Regions from separate parts of the Mus musculus genome. Here region 1 is linked to region 2. A link is a contact called in public promoter capture Hi-C data. All regions are on one chromosome and are shown on one strand. The core of a region is the stretch at or near the end of the contact, and the rest is flanking DNA. Distances in the headings are between cores, read along the strand shown.

What was found. Capture Hi-C pulls out chosen DNA fragments and counts their contacts.
Region 1: a promoter capture Hi-C map of liver shows a contact between it and region 2. The contact joins two enhancer-like sites. A contact is called at or near these places in 2 of 9 other capture datasets (liver and pancreatic islet).

What each region holds. Positions count from the first base shown.
Region 1 is chr11:50,410,217-50,417,323 of GRCm38.p6, reverse strand. Rufy1 (RUN and FYVE domain containing 1) reads left to right here. Exons shown (of 18, transcript NM_172557.3): 5 at 17-140; 6 at 1,023-1,084; 7 at 2,742-2,807; 8 at 6,689-6,758. Among named protein-coding and RNA genes, the nearest start is that of Rufy1, 17 kb to the left of the region's middle. Within about 2 kb of position 1,488, at least 32 of the 459 cell types and tissues checked have an H3K27ac peak or open chromatin away from gene starts, as enhancers often do. A contact at or near this core is called in liver, where this site is marked.
Region 2 is chr11:49,834,212-49,841,610 of GRCm38.p6, reverse strand. It overlaps Gfpt2 (glutamine fructose-6-phosphate transaminase 2), which reads right to left. Exons shown (of 19, transcript NM_013529.3): 18 at 5,838-5,999; 19 at 2,991-3,890. The coding sequence ends at 3,846. The region is part of intron 1 of Gm36507 (a long non-coding RNA gene); the gene reads left to right. Among named protein-coding and RNA genes, the nearest start is that of Gm36507, 8.4 kb to the left of the region's middle. Within about 2 kb of position 3,635, at least 29 of the 459 cell types and tissues checked have an H3K27ac peak or open chromatin away from gene starts, as enhancers often do. A contact at or near this core is called in liver, where this site is marked.

The DNA of each region.
Region 1 (7,107 bases), core at 239-2,738, 580 kb before region 2:
TGCCAGTCTCTTGCAGTGAGTTCTATGAGCCCGAGGCCTTAATGATGGAGGAGGAAGGAATGGTGATCGTGGGTCTGCTGGTGGGACTCAACGTTCTGGATGCCAACCTCTGCTTAAAGGGAGAAGACTTGGATTCTCAGGTAACGTGGATTTAGGCCCTAGTGGGATGAACCCGGCCAGCGGTTGTTGGCTTGAAATCTGCAGACAGCTCTCCATTTTGATTGGATGTAATTTCCTGTAATGATCTCCATCTGTTGCAAGGAGAAGTTCTTGATGGGGGTGAGGACTACACTTATCTGTTAGTATTTGGATAGGTATTTAGAATGTAGTTTGAGAGTATGCTGGTTTAGTAAAGTGGTGGTTGTAGGTTCCTCTCCAAGATCCATGTCTTCACTAGCTCTGGGCAGATGGCTAAGTTTCCAGCACCAGACATGGTTTCCCTCTTGTTGAGTGTGTCTTCAATTCAGTGAGAGAGCTGTTACTTACTGCCAAGGGATCTGTGCCACTCCTGGACCCTTAGTCTGTGGTGCCATGCTGGTCATTGTTCGGTTCATGTCAGCCTTTCTTATAGCATCCAGGACCACGTGCCCAGTGGCACCACCTACAAGGGCTGGGCCTTCCCATATCAATCATTAATCAAGAAAATGCCTCATAGGCTCCCTACAGAAGCATTTCCCAGTTCCCTCTTCTCAGATGATTCTAGCTTGTGTCAGGTTGACAAAACTAACAAACAAACAAGATAGGGGTGCAAAGGACTTAGAAGTGTCCCATAAACAAGACTGTCCTTTAGTCTAGAAGTCTCTCTAGTGTTCGTTCTCTCTCTCTCTCCCTCCCTCCCTCCCTCCCCTCTGTTTTAAAATTACTTAGTACACCCAAACCTTTGATGCTCTTTATAAATGCCCCATCCTCCTTTGGATGCACACACAGTTGTGGGGTGACCATCCTGAATCTCAAGGCTTACAGGGCTTGTGGGGATGAGCACAGCACGTTTGATGTGAGCTTGTGCCCTCTGTCTCCATCAGGTCGGGGTGATTGACTTCTCTCTCTGTCTGAAGGACGCACAGGATCTTGACAGCGGCAGAGAGTGAGTAGTGAGCTGCTCGCAGCCCCTCACCAGCTGGTGACACGGGCTTGGGTTTGCTTTGCAACTTCAGCTTTGTTTAGTTAATTTAGTTACAGAGGTGAGTCTGGTGGCATCCTCTCTGTTTCAGGAGTTGCTCTCAGAATTGAGCATGCGTGTGGAAGTTCCCCTTTTATACCATCTCCTTTGCCCATCGCAGTCCACTCCCCTCACCACAGGAAGCTGCTATGGTCACTTCCATCTAAGCCATGTGGGGTGTGTGTGTGTGTGTGTGTGTGTGTGTGTGTGTGTGTGTGGTGTAGCATGTGGGTGGATGCATATTCCACAGCACACATATGGAGGTCAGAAGACAACTGTGTGGAGCTGGTTCTCTGTGGCCACCTTTATGTGGGCTCTGGGAATTATACTCAGGTCATCTGACCTGCGTGGCAAGTACTTTACCCACTGAACCATTGCATCAGACTCCAGGTTTATTTTTGGTTTTTTTTTTTTTTTTTTTTTTTTTTTTTTTATTGACTGTCCAAAACATACTGAGCTTTTTCTACCAATAATGGGATAACTGTAGGACACCCCTAGTGGTTGTGTGTTATGCAGACATACAGGACTAAATCTGATCTACTTGTATAGTAGACCAAGAGAAATTCACCCAAAGGACGATGAAATGAGAAAAGTATGATAACAAGGAATACATATATTTCTTTTTTATAAGCCAAAACAAGTTGAGTATATAGTGCGTGGTATATGTTAGCTCGATGTGCTGGTTAGAGGCACAAAAGAAGATAGCCAGTAAGCCATGACTATGGGTTACCTCAAGGAGCACTAGCAAGTAAAGAAAAAGCAAAAGGTAAAAGAAACAAAAGGATAGCAACTATAAAACAAACTCCAGCCCAGCACCTGTGGCATGAAACAATGTGGCACAGCCCCATTTACGTGAGCTACAAATATAGAAGTATGTGTTAAGGAGTGACAGGAAGGTCGGTGAGATGGCTCCGTGCAGCTCTCGCACACACAGACACACAGACACACACACACACACACACACACACACACACACACACACACACACGACTTACAGAAAGAAAGAGCTGGAGAGATGGCTCAGTGATTAAGTTGCTGCTCTTATACAGAACCCGCATCCGGTGGCTCACAGCTGTTTGTAACTCCAGTCCCACAAAATATGACACTCTGTCTTCCAAGGGTATTTGCATATATGCTGTGCATACTGACAAACAGGAAAACACGTATACGCAAAAATTGTAAATGATTGGAATTTTTAAAAAAAAGAAACCGATCAGAGGGAGAGCTCTACTGTGAAATGTTGAGGGCTTTTTCACTCTAACTTGTCCTGCTGTGTTCTGAAAGTCTTTGTTTCCTTGAGAGCGTGTCCCCTTTCCTTCAGTACAGTAAGACCCAGAGCCACGTGTGTGGCGGCAGGTGTGTTCACTGTGCACAGATGCCAATGGCTTTCTGTCCTCCCCACTGAGGCACAGGTGGTCAGGGACCTGTCCTCAAACCTTGATGCTGTGTCAGGCAAGCCATGCTGTTTACTCCACAGTGGCTCTGCCGGTCTCAGTTTCTGAAGATCGGGATGGCTGTACACAGGCCATACATAGACGGTTTGACATGGATCTAAGGTCTTCTCTCTGTGCTCTTCTCATAGGCATGAAAGAATTACCGATGTCCTTGATCAGAAAAATTACGTGGAGGAACTTAACCGGCACCTAAGGTAAGGCTCACTCCTCGCCAGTGCCAGTTGTTCTGTTGGGTGCCACAGACCTTTGCCGAGGTCTACAGTTTTAACTGTTAGGATTACGGTTTGTCTAAACAGAGAGACAAGTTGTAACCATTCAAGCCACATTTGTGTGTCCAGCCTCAGAGAGGACCCCTCCCTGATGAATGGCTTTGGGAAGACCTTGGGCTTTGTTTTGTACCGTGGTACAGCACGGAGATATAAATACACAGAGCCTGGAGCTCTGCCCCTACTCCACAGCCTTAGGAAAGGGAACAAGTGAAATAATATGAGAAATGAAGGAAGAGGCTAGCAGTGGTCTCAACCTTCCTAACGCTGTGACCCTTTCATACTGTCAGTTCCTCATGCTGTGCTGACCCCCAGACATAAAATTATTTCATTGCTACTTGATAACTGTAAGTTTGCTACTGTTATTAATCATGATGTAAATGCTTTTGGAGCTAGAGGTTTGCCAAAGAGGCCGTGGCCCACAGGTTGAGAACCACTGAGCTAGAGTCCCGGCTCAGCAGTTAGGAAGGCATATTGTGCTTCCAGAGTTGTGTTCCCAGTACCCACCTCAGGCAGCTCTCAACTGCCTGCAGCTCCAGCTCCACAGGGAGCTATCATCTCTGGCCTCCATGGGCGGGCACACACACACACACACACACACACACACACACGTGAATAGGTGTGTGTGCGCGTGTGTGCATTAAACAGAGTCTGGGGCTGAAGAGATGGCTCAGCGGTTAAGAGCACTGACTGCTCTTCCAAAAGTCCTGAGTTCAAATCTCAGCAACCACGTGGTGGCTCACAACCATTCATAACAAGATCTGATGCCCTCTTCTGGAGTGTCTGAAGACAGCTACAGTGTACTTACATATAATAAATTAAAAAAAAAAAAAAAAAAAAAAAAACAGAGTCTGACTATGTAGTCCTTGGCTGGTGCGGAGCCTGGAACTCACAAAGACACATCAGCCTTTGCTTCTCCAGTCTTGGGGTTAAAGGTGTGAGCCACAAGCATGGCCTAAAATGAAGTCTTAAATTTAGGGGGAGGGGGAGGAAGTCTGGGGTTGTGATTCAGAGAAGCCCTAGATTTCAGCCGCATCTCTCACACACACACACACACACACACACACACACACACACACACACACACACACACAAGGTTGAGTGAGGGATGATGTACGTGCATATGCTCGAGTTCCTGGTATGTATGCTTGACTAGAGCATTAATAGTGAAGTGAGCTGGGCATGGTAGTGCACACCTTTAATCCCAGCACTCCGGAGGCAGAGGCAGGTGGATTTCTGAGTTCGAGGCCAGCCTGGTCTACAGAGTGAGTTTCAGGACAGCCAGGGCTATACAGAGAAACCTTTTCTCGAAAAAAAGAAAAAAAAAACAACAGTGAAGTGATCTACTTCTCCAGTTGTGGGGAGACTGAGTTGATGCTTAAGTGATTTAAAATGCTATCAGCAAAGATGACTTGACATCTAGTTCAGAAACTTAAGTTCTTGCTCTTATCAAAGGGCTTGTTGCTGTCATCAGATTTATAGAATCTTTACATTTTTCATATTCTTTCGGTATAAAAGTAGTTTAAAATATCACAGAAGTGGCTGAAGGAATGGCTAAGTGGTTGAGAGCAATTGTTGCTCTTGCAGAGGACCCATGTGGTAGCTCATAACCCCAGTTCCAGGGATCCAGTCTTCTGACTTCTGTGGACGCTGCACACACGTGGAGCACATACATTCATGCAGGCAAAACATTCATACACATAAAGAGTAAATCTAGCCGGGCGTGGTGATGCACGCCTTTAATCCCAGCACTCCGGAGGCAGAGGCAGGCGGATTTCTGAGTTCGAGGCCAGCCTGGTCTACAGAGTGAGTTCCAGGACAGCCAGGACTATACAGAGAAGCCCTGTCTCAAAAAAAAAAAAAAAAAAAAAAAAAAGAATAAATCTAGGCTGGGTGTGGTGGTGCATGCCTTTAATCCCAGCACTTGCGAGGAAGAGGCAGATGGATCTCTGTGAGTTCGGGACCATCCTGGTCTACATAGCAAGGCAGACAAGAGATACAGAACAAAGAGACCCCAGCTTTTAAAAAACAAAACAAATAAAGAAAAATTAATAAATTAATTTTTAAAAGAATTTTCCAAAAATGTAGAAAAATATAAATAGGATTTAAACATTAACTGTCCAGGACTGGAGAGATGGCTCAGCAGTTAAGAGCATTGACTGCACTTCCTAACATGTTCAATTCCCAGCATCTGTATGCTAGCTCATAGCCATCTGCAACTCTAGATCTCGGGGATCTCACGGCCTCTTCTGAGCTCTGCAGGCAGCAGGCTTACACGTAGTACAAATATACATGCAGGAAATGTACATACATGCAATAAAATAAATAAAGATTAAAACTCTGCCTCGCATTCGGGGAGATGGCTCAGGGTGTGAGGAACTTGCTGTACAGAATCCAAGTTCTGAGCTGCAGTACAAATGCCGGGCGTGGTGGTGCACGTCTTTAATCCCAGCACTTGGGAGGCAGAGGCAGGTGGATTTCTGAGTTTGAGGCCAGCCTGGTCTACAGAGTGAGTTCCAGGACAGCCAGGGCTACACAGAGAAACCCTGTCTTGGAAAAAACAAACAAACAAAAAAAAGAAGCTGAGCATTGCCATGTACATATGTGACCTCAGCCTTGGGACATGGAAATGGGCAAATCCCTAGAACTTAGTAGCTAACCATTCTAGCCAATTAGTGAGCTACACATCAGTAAGAGACCTTGTCTCAAAGGTTAAGAGAGTGGGGCTGGAGAGATCACTTAGTGGTTAAGAAGCAGGTCCTGCTCTTGAGAAGGCCCTGGGTTTGGTTCTCAGCACCTACACGGCAAATCAAAACCATCTGTAACTCCAGTACCAGAAGCTCTGGTACCCTCTACGGCCTCCTTAGCTGCTAGGCACACGGATACATACAAGTCAAACACTCATATACATCCAAGTAAGTCTTTTTAAACAAATAAAAACAAATTGAGATAACCGGTGGCAACTTCTGACTTACACACACACACACACACACACAACTGGCAAGATTGCTCAGCAGGTACAGCTCCTGCTGCCAAGCCTGGTGATGTTGGCAGGGTGTGGCCGCACATACCTTTAATTCCCAAACACTTGGGAGGCAGAGATAGACAGGTCTCTGAGTTCGAGGCTAGCCCTGCCTGATATACATAGTGAGCTCCGGCTCAGCCAGGGCTATATAGAAAGACCATATCTCAAAATAAAATTAAAGTAAAATAAAGTGAGCCTGACCTCTGGGGCCCACGTGGTAGGAGGAGAGAAATAACTCTGTGAGTTGTCCTGAGCTCTACAGCTGCACTGTGGCAAGTGACCTCTGCCAAAGAAGTAAATAAATGTAATTTAACTTTTCTATTTTAAAAGGTCTAATATGAATGCCAATATATTTTTGATTCTCATCATCCATTATAATGGAGGGAAATATTTTCTTTATAGCCAAATAGCTAGATCAGTAGATTATTTGGAGGATAGGGTTTATTGTCAATAGTTTTTTGTTGTTGTTGTTTTGTGGGTTTTATGTCAGGGTCTCTCTACACAGCCCTGGATGTTCTGGCACTCACTGTGTAGACCAGGCTGGTCTGGAACTCACAGGGCCCCTGCCTCTGCTTCCCGAGTGCTGGGATTAAAGTGTGCACCAGCTCATCAGGCTGGCGATATTTTAATATTCACACACATTGAGAGTTCCTACCTCTGAGTTCTGAGCAGCCCTGCGCCTTTCCTCTCGCAAAGGAAGTCAGGACTCTCCCTTCTTTCACCAGTTGGGAAAGGCAGTCCACTGCTTTAAGTTTCTGCTGCCCCCTGTGTTTTTCCTCTACAGCTGCACAGTTGGGGATCTTCAGACGAAGATAGATGGCTTGGAAAAGACGAACTCAAAGCTTCAAGAAGAGGTTTGTAACTTTAGCTTAAACAAAAGAGTGGCCCAAGGCTAAGAGAAGTGGTATAAGCCATGCCAGGTGTCATCCCAGCTACTTGGGAGGCTGAGCCAAGAAGATTGCAAGTTCAAAGCTGCCTGGGCTAGAGAATGAGTTCAAAACCAGCCTGAACAGCTTAAAGAGTAAAGAGTGCTCAGGACAGAGTGCTTGCCGAGTACACTCAAGGCCCTGGGTTCCACACATTGTACAAGAAGAAAAGAGAGAGAGAGAAAGAGGTGGGATGGATGGTGCATCTGACGAGCACGCCTCCTGTGGAAGTGCACAGGAGACAGAGCATCTGTGTTCCGCCTGTGGAGAGAGGGCT
Region 2 (7,399 bases), core at 2,386-4,885:
GGTGACATGGGGGGCTTGTGCTGAATGGAGGTAGATGATCAGGACTGTATAACTGGAAACTGAATGTTGTGGCCCTCAGTGGGCCTTTTTCTAGGCATCTTCCAGAGTGCCAGCCTCTGGCTGAGCCTTAATTTCCAGCCTAAAGACCAGATAGGTTTTTTTGAAAGTCTATCAAGCTCTCTGAACACATTGACATTATGACACTCCACATCACCAAGGGTTTTCTAGCAGTGAATGCCCATGTTAACAGATATATACGCAGAACTTGTGATCAACTGGCCTTGAACCTGGATAAGACAGTCCAAGGTCATATGGAAAAAAGATTAATACGGGCAAACAGAAAACTGAGTCTTACTACACAGAGACTCAGCAGAAGATAAATTCCAAAAGAAAAAAAAAATATTATTTTTGGCTTTAGAGGGACTGAAAATATATCGCACCCTTGAGACAAGAGCAGCCCTTCAGAAGCTAGTCTGCATATTCATACATGACCTTGCTCTCAGGTGAGGTAGCCTACAGGTAATCACACCCCAGTAACAGAAAGAGCACAGATCTTTGTGTTTCTAAGACTAGTCTTTGTGTTCTCTGACTGAAGGAACCAGAAGTCACTAGAGATCCAGTAGGTCAGGAAATGTACAAGGAGGATCTGGAGTTTACTGTGATATGAATCAGGAAGTACTTACAAGATACACAGACAGACCCAGAATGTTGGGGGTGTGTCAGAAGTGCAGAGGCCAACTCAAACAGCTCCCATCAGGCTTAGTTAGACTCTCAGCAAATAGCACCTGACACAGAACCTTGGCAGAGGGCAAAATCTGGCACTGACTGCCTCAGGTGGATTAATCTCAGACCAAGGTTAACACCGACAGTTAACAATGACATAACTCCCCCAGTGTAGGGGAATGCCAGGGAGGGAGGATGGGAGTTGGTGGGGGGGGGCACCATCATAGAGGCAGGGGAGGGGGCAATGATGTAGGGGGTTTCTGAAGGGGAGACCTGGAAAGGGGAAAACATTTGAAATGTAAATAAAGAAAATATCAAGCAAAAACAATCAGCTAAGTTTAAAAAAAAAAGAAGAAGAAGAAGCAAGGAAGCTGGGGATGGGGGGTTTGTGGAGGGGAAATCGGGAAGGGGAATAACACTTGGAAAATGAAATATTATGAAAGGAAACAAAACAGAAACAAAACACTGACATGGTTCGTGGTGTTAGTGGTGTGTATCCTTGAAGGGAGGTGATGAGAATATTTCTCTTTCTCCCCCAGGGCCATAAACCCATCCTAACCATGAGGAAAACTCAGACAATGAACTGGTGGGTGTTCTACAAAATCCTACCTATGTTCCTTAATACATAGGCATACATTCCTAGTGGATAGGTTGGTTGTGGATAGGGTAGTAGAGACAGTTAGGGAGAGAAGATTGAACACATTTCCTAACTAGTTGAACTAAAAGACAAGATTGTTGATACGGGAGAGTGCTTAGACTCAGCCCATCAAATAGCTTCAAGCTCTGATGCAGGCATTTTTAGTTCAGAGAGGCCAGAGGAGAGGAAACAGAACTCTGTAACAACATAATTCAAGATTTCTTAGAACTCTGGGGCTGCAGAGATGGCTCAGTGGTTAAGAGTGCTGCATCCTCTTCCAGAGGACTTGGGTTTGATTCCCTGTACCCACACACATAACCGTCTTTAACTCCAGTTACAGGGGATCTGATACCCTCTTCGGGACATCACAGGCACCAAGTATGCAAGAGGTGCACACATATACATGCGTGCATACACCTAAAATTAAATACTCTCCCAAACCTAAAGGGTGCGCATATCTTGACCGAGGTTAACATCTATCAAAGAGACTCAAGGCTATATAACACTGCAGTATCTGAGGACAGAAGAAGCCAAAAGAGAATAAAAAAGTCACCGACAAAGACATATTAGGGAGATTTCTGGACTTAATAACAACACAAAGAACAAGAGAATGGACAGTTCTAATTTTTTTTTCTGACTTAAAATTCCTTATTGGGTAAACCTTCATCAAAGTATAAGCAATAGTTTCTTGATCTATTAGGTTCCCCCAAATCACCTCTCGCCATGGTCTATTGGATTTGTATTTCTCCCCCAATCTGTTTATATCCCTAGCCCCCATGTGATGGTAATGAAAGTGGGATCTGGGCTGTGGAGGTGACACAGTGGGTCCAGCACTTGCTGAGCAAGTATGGAGAGCCAACCTTTGGATACAGAGCACCCATATAGAAGCCAGGATGGTGTGGTGATCTGCCTGCGATCCCGGCACTAAGGAAGGAGAGATGGGACATACTAGCCAACTACACTAGCCAAACCAGCCAACTGTGGGCTCAGAGAGGAAATCCCACCTCAGCCAAGTGCAGAGCAATTCAGAAAGACACCCAGGGTCAACCACTGTACAGGCATATGCTCCCACACACATACAAACATGCATATACACAATAGTCAGGCCTTTACAGAACGGATGGGAACCAGTGCCTTTTGGTGGGGGGGGAGGGGAGTGGGGGGGGGGAGTGGGAGGGGGGGTTGGTTTTCAAGACAGGGTTTTTCTATGTAGGTCTAGCTGTTCTAGAATGCATTTTGTAGGCCAGGTTGGCCTTGAACTCAGAGATCTGTGCATGTGCCACCACACCTGGTGGAATCCGTGCTTTTTAAAAGAAGCTCTAGGAGCTCACTTGCCTCTTCCACAGTGAGAAAGTACAAAGGCTTTCTGGTAGGGACAAAAAAAGCAAACTCTCCCACATATCAAAACAGCTAGTGTCTTGATCTTGGATTTCTCAGCCTCTAGAGCAATGGAAAATACCTCCCAACGAGGATTAAATTCAACACACTAATGAACCATGGGGGGAGGTGGAGGGGAGAGACACATCCAACTGCTATCTAAACTGCATCACTAACGATGAGAATGCCCCCTCCAGACACTGCTCAGACCCTCAGATGTAAGGAAAAGGAGGTTAACTAAATTCAAACAAGTCGGAAAAAAAAAGTTGCACTGTCTTTATTGTAAAATTGCATAGTACATTGATTGTGCACGCTTTTAAATAGAGCAGGGCAGCCCCACGAAACCGCCCTCTTGTGTGGGGCATCTCAGGCTGGTTTACTATGAACAGGGAGCCGGGACCAAAGTGCTGCCTGGGCTTAAGAAAAAAACCATAATCTGATTAAGCAGAAGTCAGAGAGCTAAGGAATTTGAGTCCATCTGAGAATATTGAAAGGAGGAGAGACTTTAACTGGGCTCAAAGGAAACATAGGGAGAGGGGAGAGGGGACGCGTTGATTTCAGGGGACAGGAATCAGGAGCAGCTTGTGGAGGGAGAACAAAGAGAAAGGAGACAAAGGGCTCATGCCAGTGCCCCAAACCGAGATGAATGACACCTGCACGAGTGTGTCCAGAGACAGCACTCTGGGTAGTCCAGAGGCATGGGCTAGGGCGTTACCATGGCTACAGAAAGCCACACATTAGAAAAATAACTTAAAAGCTATACAATCGTCATTATAAATATTTCGACTTTTAAAACTAGCTAGTGTTGGTTAAAAAAAGGTTCACAGTTACTCTGAAGAGAGCGGTATCTCTATTGCACAGTAGTGGAAAGTCTGCTCTGATCCCCATGTGTAAACAATCCCTTCTCAGTGACGTCAGGACACAGAGAAACAGCATTTGCTGTAAGCAAAGCACTTTGGGTACAAGGCACGTCAAAGCTGTCAAGCTCTACTGGAAGCATGAGGGGCCCACGGAGGCCCACTTCCTTTCCCGTGTGGCATCTTGGCAGTTGGTTCAGGTCTTGAATCAGACTGCAGGTGACGACAGTCTTGTGATAGAAGTCCTGTTCTCATTCCACAGTGACAGACTTGGCTAGGTTTCTGGGGAAGTCAACCTAAAAAGAAAGACAGGAGGGTAAAGGATGATGCTCACATGAGGTCCTTGCTTAGCATGCAGAGCCATGGGTTCCATCTCCAGCACCCCATAAAGCAGGCACAGAGAGATACAAACCTGGACAGCCGGAGGATTAGAAGTTCAAGGCCAGCCTCTACCACATAGCAATTTGTTGAGTATCTCACAGGTGCCAGTACCATGCTGTTTCTGCACTCAGGTACTCATGTACACAAAACCACACAGACATATATACAATTAAGAATAAAGCTTCGATGAGTGGAGGTGGAGCACACCTTTAATCCCAGCACTCAGGAGGCAGAAGCAGATGGACCTCTGTGAGGTTTGAGGCCAGCCTGGTCTATGTGAGGTTTGAGGCCAGCCTGGTCTAGAGAGCCAGGACAGCCCAGGGTGTATACAGAGAAACCCTGTCTTGAAAAACCAAGCCAAACCAAAGAACAAAGCATCATAAAAAGAAAATGAAAAGAACAAACAAACATTAGGATTGGGGTGTAACTCACAGAGTGTCTGCATAGCACATGTTTAAGACCTTTGTTTGAACACCAGCGCCAGAAAAATTAATTAATGAAAAAAAATCATGTTTTTGGAGGAATGTACATGAATTTCACAAGACTGTTATTTAGAGTACAGACTGGGAAGGAAATATGATTGGAAATGGGTAAGAGAGTGGGTTTTCACTGATCTGCAAGAAGATGTTTTATTTATATGTTAAGAAAAAACTGAAACAAATACAACAAAAAGTTATCAGGTACGAATTCGGATGATATACACTTAGGTGTGTCTGGGATAGTGTTCTTCAGATTGTTATAGTTTTATAAGCTTCTCAAAATAAAATTGTAGCATAGTTTTGTTTTGTTTTGTGCTTGTTTTTTTGTTTGTTTGTTTGTTTTAGCACAGTGAATTTTTTCTTACACATTTGTTGGTGAGATAAATCATTTCTTTTCTGAGGTGTCATCTGGATGTTAGCAGTCTCCAAATGTCAAATCATTTTCTCCACAGTGATAGATCTTAAATGTGGGACAATGATGTGCCTTCAAACTTGTTCACTGTGATGTTATTCATACAAATGAAAAATTGGAAACAGCAGCCTCGTTAGTAACTATTCAGTAAAACCATGTTAAGAGCTTGGAATGGCGGCGGCCCCAGAGCTGTCTCAGTAAGAGTGCTTTGCTCTACCTGAGTATCTGAGCTAGACTCCCAACACCCACAGCACTGGCTCACAACCACCTACAACATTAGTGCCAGGGGGATCTGAACTAATCCGACCCCCAGGGGCTTCTGGGGGAAACTATGTATGTGTAGCATAGAGCTGCATAGATACAAGTACAGGCATATAAGTAAAAATGTAAAAATAAAAAGATTTTAAAGGAATACTATACAACAATTGAACGTTGCACCTAACACGTTCATAAAGATGAAAAAAAATTTAGTATAACAATACAAGGAAGAAACAGAATCTTAACTTTGATAACAGTAGTGTTTGTTTGTTTGTTTGTTTGTTTGTATCTGGGTCTCTCTTTGTAGCACAGGCTGCCTCACATGTGTAATTTGCCTGCCTCAGCCCCTGAATGCTGGCTTCTAAGTGTGTTTCACCACACCTGCCTTGAGAATTTATTTATTTATTATTTATTTGTTTGTTTGTTTGTTTTGCCAGCTCTTAGGGAACCTAAACAACCTTAAAATGAAAGTTACTTTAAATGATATCATTGCTCCAATAAGCATTTTAATCCAAATAAGTGTTTAAAAAAAAAAAACAAAAAAAGCAACTTGTCCATTACAAACAGCACAACGACATATCTGTGCATTGAAATGGTACCCTGAGCCCATAACTATGTACAAACTCCTTAAAAAACTACAATGCATCGGTAAGAAAGAACCTTTAGCTTTCTGTTTCAACCCTTTGCTGTGCTTATGCAAACTTTAGACTTACATCATAACCTCGGAGGACAGCCAGGTGGAAGGACAGAAGCTGGAGTGGAATCACGCTCAGGATACCCTGGAGACAGTCCACTGTGTGGGGAAGTTCAATGGTTTTATATGCAAACTTGGAGCTCTCGGTGTCATCCTTGGAACACAGTATGATTGGGCGACCCTAAAGCAGAGAAAGGGGATCATAAAGTACCGTGTTTCTGAAAGAAGCAAACCCTCTCCTGCACCGAGTATAGCTTCTGGAATTTTCTGGAGTCAGCACTGCTATCGTGGTGACATTATCAGTGAGGTCATGTGTATGCCACGTGTAAAGGACAGGTGTGCTTCTTGGTGTCTTTCTTCCCCTCTCCTGGTCAGGTGACTGCACCTTGCACCATCATTCTGCATCCATTTGTTGACCAGCTTCACAAATGCCTTGACCTGACCTACTCCTAACTCTTCACAATCCATGAAAATAGAATCATGAGCAAAGGTGAATTCTGGGTAAATGCCACGGGGGCAATGAAACAGTGAAAGTGATAAGGTTTATATGCTGTTAACACTGACTGTCAACTTGACCAGATCTAGAATCACCTAGGAGACAGGTCTCCAAGCACATCTGTGTGGGATTATCTAGTTTATGTCAATTGAGATGGGACAACACATTCTGAAAGTGGGCGGCACCATTCCCTTGGCTTGGATCCTAGACTGCATAGAAAGGAGAAGGTAAACTGAGGACCAGAATATCAGTCTGATTACCTGCTTCCTCAAACTCCTGCTACCCTGACGGGCTATATCCTTGAACCATGAACCCAAATAGATCCTTAAATTGCTTTTATCAAGGCTTTTAACAACTGAGAAGTAACTAGGAAAGTTTGGGAGGGCAGAGCCAAGCAAGCCTGGTCTACATAGCAAGTTCAAGCCAGCCTTGGCTATGTATAAAGAGCCAGGTAGCTCTTTACATTGGTTAATGAAGCTATTGAGCTTGGCATGAATGAGGATTAGGGCAGGTAGAATACCTGGAACTCAGCGGTTCCATTATGCAGAATGGGAGAGAGGTCACTATAGTCTGATGGGAAGCTTTGAGAGGGATTTCAGTAGGAAACGACACAACTTTATACTTTATACTAGCTCTCTAACCACAGCGCTGAGATCTATGTGGCAGTGGCTGGCTTAAGCACCTTCCTGAAATTCGTCTAACTGTGACTTCATGAATCTAAGTGGTCTCTGCCCTCCTATCTCCATGAGGCCAGAGAATAATTGATCTGGCTGGTTAGTTCCTGGGAGAGAGTTAACCTACCTTTGGACTTTGAGGGATTAGAAGTGTCATTGTTCACACTGGACCCCTTGAGCTGTACTTGAGTTTATTGCTAACGAGATAACGCAGTCTCAGGATGGGGGACTGACTATGTTCGATAGATAAACTGTGATTAGAAAGTTGAAGCTTAAGCCGGGCAGTGGTGGCACACACCTTTAATCCCAGCACTTGGGAGGCAGAGGCAGGCGAATTTCTGAGTTCAAGGCCTGAGTTCTGGCCTACAGAGTGAGCTCCAGGAAGGCCAAGGCTATACAGAGAAACCCTGT